Regions from separate parts of the Hordeum vulgare genome. Here region 2 is linked to region 1. A link is a contact called in public Hi-C data. All regions are on one chromosome and are shown on one strand. Each heading gives the region's core, a stretch centred on a gene start, on an enhancer-like site or on the middle of the called end of the contact. The rest is flanking DNA. Distances are from core to core; before and after follow the strand shown.

The links. A called contact is a pair of places that touch in the nucleus more often than the background predicts.
Region 2: a Hi-C map of leaf shows a contact between it and region 1, with 6 times the contacts expected there. The contact joins two enhancer-like sites. A contact is called at or near these places in 2 of 6 Hi-C or Micro-C datasets (leaf and seedling).

Annotation. Positions count from the first base shown.
Region 1 is chr2H:579,190,558-579,193,842 of MorexV3_pseudomolecules_assembly, reverse strand. No RefSeq gene overlaps it. Among protein-coding and RNA genes, the nearest start is that of LOC123430616, 19 kb to the right of the region's middle. Within about 2 kb of position 2,027, at least 1 of the 3 cell types and tissues checked has open chromatin away from gene starts, as enhancers often do. A contact at or near this core is called in leaf, where this site is marked.
Region 2 is chr2H:579,948,584-579,951,724 of MorexV3_pseudomolecules_assembly, reverse strand. No RefSeq gene overlaps it. Among protein-coding and RNA genes, the nearest start is that of LOC123430617, 94 kb to the left of the region's middle. Within about 2 kb of position 1,859, at least 3 of the 3 cell types and tissues checked have open chromatin away from gene starts, as enhancers often do. A contact at or near this core is called in leaf, where this site is marked.

The DNA of each region.
Region 1 (3,285 bases), core at 778-3,277:
GCGGTCAATGCCAGGCCCGTGCAAGATCTGTTACTTTTTTATTCTTTTATTCACCGGAGGAGCTCCTGCCTAGCCGCTATAATATAGTTAGATTCGGAAGTTCCAAAATCTTTTTCTTTAGGGTTTACAGTTGCAAGGCAACTGGGTCATCTCTCCCCCGTACTGATCGTATTAGGCTGATTGTAATGGAGAGTATCATATACTAGTATCATGCATATGATATTAGTGTATGATACTACATCTGTAATGCATATTATCATGTGCTAGTATCATCGAACAATTCATTTATTGTCATGCATGACACATAGTAGCACAACATTTAATATGATACGTTATCATAATATGATACTCAACCCTCTTTTTTTCATTTAATTTCATGCCACCTCATTAAACATGCCTAGTTGTCATGCACGATACTACTTATGATACTCCCAATACGAACGGCCTTAACAATCGCCTACGGACAAGCGAATCGAGCCAATCCATTGGTGCAGTCACTCGCACCACTCGTGTATAGCTGTAGGTTCGCTCCCTCTGCCTGGTATTTTCCTTCTTTCTTCACAGGTTTCCTTTGTTTTTTTTCTTTGTTATACTTTGTCTATTAAGTGGCTTTCTTTGGTTATTTTTTTCCTTGTTTTCTTCGTATTGTCTTGTTTTTTTACCACTCTTTTTATTCATTTGTCGGATTAATCCATTTTTAATTCATGTATACTTTTCCCAGTACACAATGTACATTTTTAGCGGACATGTAAAACATTCTTTGATACATTTTAGATATTTTATGTTTTTTAAATATTTGTAAATTTACACAGAATTTTTGGACACAACAGAATACGTTTTAAAAATGGCACATCATCTTTGTAATAAAATAGATATTGTATTAAACTATGGACACATATTTTGCATTGTACACACAGTTTTTAAAGTATCATGAATATTTTATTGAATCACCATAATTTTTCTTTTAATTAAACCTGCACTTTTTATTGGTTTACATTACACATACACCATCTTTAATATTGTACTCCCTCTATATCTAAATAGTTGTAGTTGGAGAGAATTAGTTTAGTTCTCCTCAACTATAATTATTTAGATACCGACAGAGTATACATTATTTCATAAATGGTTACAAACACATTTTTGAACTTGTGACCATTTTTTATAATGTAACGTACATTTGTGTTGAATGTGCAAAACATTACTTTTGGATTACGTGAACATATTTTTACAATATATAAACATATTCTTTCAATATCACATACATTTTTTAAACATATGAAATTTTTTAAATGTGACAAAAAAAATTGTACACATGATTAGCATTTCCCTATACTAGTGTCACATTTTACTATTGCATGATTAATAATTTTCTAACTCTTAATTAACGGGCTAAGAAAGCTCACGTGGGGGCCTTGTTCCAGAAGCTTATTTCTTCTCGGGGCTGATCATTTACAAAAAAGACCTCTTCGGCCGGATAGCACAACTGAAAGCTATGTACTGGGCCTATGGGAGCATGGCCTGACAAAAAACCTTGACTTCCTGAATTTTGAAAAAAAATAAAACATTTGTTTAATAAATACTAAATAGCTTCGTAATATTTCAAATTATGGAGAAAGCGTTCATGTATCTCATTATAGAAATGTTGATCTCCTATTTTTGTAATGTTTGTAATTAAGAAACAAAAGAACAAAAAGAGGAGAATGTAATAAAAAGAAACAGGGATAATGGAAAAATGAAATGTAACAAAATGTAGATAAATAGAAGGGTCGTTCGTCTTATTGAGCCTGGCCTGTATTGCTAGCGCGTTAGTGCAGGAACGCTAAGGAATATCTTAATAGAAACAAAAGAAGAGAATGTTGAAATGTAATAAGAAATAAAAATGTCAAGGAAAACAACATATAGAAAATTGTAAGAACGTAGAAGAGCCGTTCTTCCTATTGGACCTCGGCCCATCCCACGGGCGCATAGGCGCAGGCACGCTAGCACCAGTTATGAGCGGGATATATGGATTGAAAACAAATAAACCAAAAACATTTAGATGCCCACATATATTCTGTGCAAACTCCTATTTGGCGCTTAACGCACCACATATATAGGCCAAACGGGGAAAGACACACCCTTTTACATCAACTTACATCGGTTTTGTGAAGCTTCTAGAAGCATTTGACCAATATTTTTCTTCTATACCTTCATTTTGCTTTGCATTTTTTTGTTCTTTTATTTCCCTTTTTGTTTATATTTTATTTCTATTTTCCCCTTTCCCTTTTATTTACTTGTTTTTCATAATTACTAACTATTTTCTAAAATTTATAAACTTATAAAAAATTGTCAACAATTTTCAAATTCATGATTATTTTCTAATCAATGAACTTTTTGCAAATTTGCAAGGTTTCCTGAAAATTATGATTTTTTCAAAATTAGTTATTTTTTAAAGAGAGACGATTTCCTATGCATGATAATATCTACACACCCTTTGGGGACTTTTTGATATATGAGCTATTGAGTTTCAATGACATTGAAAAAAGTGCATTTTTGTTGTACAGAAAAAAACTTTTATCACTTTTATTTTTCTTTTTTTATTACCTTTTTGACACAGGTGTCTTTCCATTGTGTAGAAATGACGTTTTCCACTTCTCTCAGTCTTTTTGCTTTCCCTTTTGGCATAGTTGCCTATTTGCTTACCTTGGTGGTCCAAAGTCTCGATATTTTTGTTATAGAGTTGTTTTTATAGTCCAAAATAATTTATAAAAATAATTATAGATAAAAATTGGGGACGTGGCAGCTATCACCATGGGTAGCAAATTATTTTTGATTTCTCAAATTCCATGGACTAGTTTGAAATCAATGAAACATTTTATATTCTGCAGGTTTATCTCCAATTCGCAAACAAATCCAAATTCTCCAAGTTCTTCAAACTTCATGTTTTTTTAAATCCATGAGCACTTTATCAAATCCCCAATATTTTCTAATAAATATATGAACATTTTATTATTTCATCAATTTACAAAATTGATAAAACCATTTTCTGGGAGAGCAACAAACTAGCTATAAGAAAACCCGCACGGAGAAAAAAATATAGGGCGATTGAGGGCGACGACTTTAGCATTGTTTGCACAATATGTGCATTAAGTGCTAAGGCCAAGCATTACTGAGCCTCGACACATCCTATTGGCGCGTAGGTGGACGCATGCTAACTCTCAATATGAGCGGGATATAGGATTTCGATACCAAGAAACCAAAAACATTTAGATGCCCATACTGATTATGTTTGGGAGGAAAGAAAAC
Region 2 (3,141 bases), core at 610-3,109, 760 kb before region 1:
GCCTTTTCTTCCTTCGTTCTTTTTTCTCTGCTCGTTCTGACGCCTGCTGCCTTTTTTTCTTAAATATTCAAACGTTTTGTTAAACACTAACATTGATGAGCTGAAGTGGTGAACAACGTCTACTCTCTATCAACGGTGGTGTGTTCGACTCCTACAGGCATTAACGTCACCAAACAGGCCTGCCCATTCAGATGAACTACTGCACGAAAGTTCCTCTGCTTCACGCTCGCGAGCGTCCACTAGAAGCCCTCAAATCTCACAACTCCTGTTTGGCACCTTAAGTGCTCGAATATAGGTTGGCGCTCAGGCATGCGCCTAGTAGACCGTGGCCCATTTAGGTAGCAAGCAGTTCACTCGGTAATGCTCGCTCGGTTGACCATTGACTTTTATTTCAAAAATTCATGGAATTGAAAAAAAATGAGAAATTGCATGGATTGTAAAAAACTTAGTGGGTTTGAAAGAAAGGTTCATGAATTTGGAAAAAAGTTCACGCACTGAAAAAACATTCATGGATTTTCAAAAGGTCCATGAATTTCAAAAAAATACAAATTTGAAATAAGGTAACATATTTGAAAAAAAATCATGGATTTGACAATTTATGCGTATTTCACATATTTAGAAAAAAAATCATGGGTTTCGTAAAAATGTGTGAGAATTTCTAAAAATAAACGTATTTCAAAAAATACACGAATTTTTATTTAATTGTTTTCCATTTTTATTTTTCTATCTCTTTTCTTTTCCTAATCTTTCTGATTCTTTTTTTGTTTTTTTGTTTCTTCAATTTGATTTCATTTTTATTTATTTTTTAAACCAATTCTCTGGAACTTAAAAGTATTCATATTCCATAAAAAAATTCATTAGCCAAATTTTGTTGCTATTTTCCAATTCTATTCACTAATTCGAAACACGTTTTTGCACTTAAAAAAATTTCACTTTTTTTTAAAACATGTTCACAAATTAAAAGTATATATTAAAATATTCAAAAATGTTCATGAATTTCAGAAAGTATTTTTTGTTTTCAAAATTGTTTGCAAATTAAATAGTGTTCAACTTTTCAAAATTTGTTCGGAAATTCCATAATATTTGGAAAATTACATCAAATGTTCACGTATTGCTAAAATTCTTCATTTTTCAGAAAACAATCGCATTTTTATAAAAAAGTTCCTGTTTACAAAATTTGTCCAAAACTCAAAAATTATTTACCTTTTTGAAAAAAGGTTTGCTTATTCAAAAAATGGTTTCTATTTTTTCAAAAAATGTTAGGAATGTTTCTGCTCCGAAATTGAAAAACTTTTCAAAAAATGTTCCCATTTAAAAAGAGGTTCACCTTTTCAATTTTGTTTAAGTTTAAAAAATGTTCCAGTTGGAAGAAGAAAAAGGAAATCAGAAATTACAAAAAATATTCGCTTGTTCAAATTCTGCTTGTCAATTTAAAAATAATTTCCTTTAAAAAAAATGTTTGCTTTTTCAAAAATATTTTGTGTTTTTGCAAAAAATGTTTGGAATGCTTTTGGTGGAAAATTTCACAACTTTGGAAGAAATGTTCCTGTTTCAAAAAATGTTCACGTTTTCAGTTTTTTGAAGTTCCACAATATGTTCCAATTTTCAAAAGTACAAAATTTCAAAAAATGTCCAGGTTCTTAAATATATGTCAAGAGTTGAATTTTTTTCACATTTAACCAGTTTTCAAATATGTTCATAAAAATAATCAGATTTTAAATTTCTATAACTGTGTCGATTTGTTGCAGTAGCAGCATGCTACAGTACTCGCTCCAATGCAACTGTCGGGCCATGCGCTGTGCGAAGGCGTGGCTAGGTGGCGTGGAATATCAGAAAAACGCATTGGAGAATCAAAGTGCTTCATGGCCGATTAACAGGCCGGCCCATATTGCATCGCTCGTACGCTTCCTGTGCGACTCCTCGGAAATCCTTGTTTACCGCATTCTACGGCAAATCCTATTTGACGCCACAGTCGTTCGTGGGAGCAACTAACTGGCGAGCGGTCCCTCAGGACCTTTCCAGCGATCGCTTCCGCACGCTGCCACTTGGCGCATTTTCAGCCGCCGTCACGTTTCGCGTTTTCAGTGTTTTCTTTGGATTTTGTTTTTTGTATATTTTTGCACGCGTTTTCGCCTTTTTGAATGATTTTTTCTGATTTTTTTTGGTGTTATGGTTTTTCATTGGTCTTTCGTAACTTTTCGCGAAAAAATGCGTTTTTTTACGCGAAAACTCGTTTTCTGTTTTTTTGCGAAAGGCACGGTTTTGCTTCAGCAAGAGGCACGGTTTTGCCTTCGCGAGAGGCACGGCCGTGCCTTTTGAAAAGGAAAATAATGCGTTTTCATTTTTTTACGAGAGGCACGGTTTTGCTTCCGTGAAAGGCAAGGTTTTGCCTTCGCGAGAGGCACGCTCCCTAAAGGGGAAAACGCGTTTTCCGGGATTTTTTTTGCGAGAGGCACAGTTTTGCTTCCGTGAGAGGCACGGTTTTGCCTGCGCGAGAGGCACGACCAGTGCCTCTGGGAAGGAAAAAAAACGCGTTTTCTGTTTGGTTTTTTCTATCCCGTGAGGCACGGTTTTTTCGTCCGGGTTTTTCATGAAAAAAAAAGTTCGTCAAAACCTATCAACATGGGATCTAGTTTTGAAGATCTCGACGCGAAAAAGCCAACAGTGAAAACGGTTCGAGATTTGGACGCACCGGTTTAGGAAATAAAACGTTTTAAAAATACGGATCTACGAAAAAAGGGAAAAGTCTCCGGTTGCAACAAGTGGCACGCATACAGTGCGCCACTTGTCGTAACCTGTGAAAGTGTGAGTAATCGTTGAAATATGTATTCGCTAACTAATGATTTCGGACGTTCTTTACTGTACAATTTTACAAACGGGCGCCTGCTGCTCCTCCGCACGTGCCGGCCCATTTAGGGTTTTTCTCATGTTTTTATTTGCAGGCGCCTCCGCGCTGAGCCGGTCCATGTAGGTTTTTCTTCTTGTTTTCATTTGCAAAAATTTAACGCATTGGCCACGCAACCATCCCACCACGAAGCACGTTCTAATAGGTTAAAACATTTCTCTATTTTATTCTTTCATTCGTCTTTTTCTTTTATTTCTTTGACCTGGTTCAACGGTTGTTTCCTTTTTTTCTTTGAC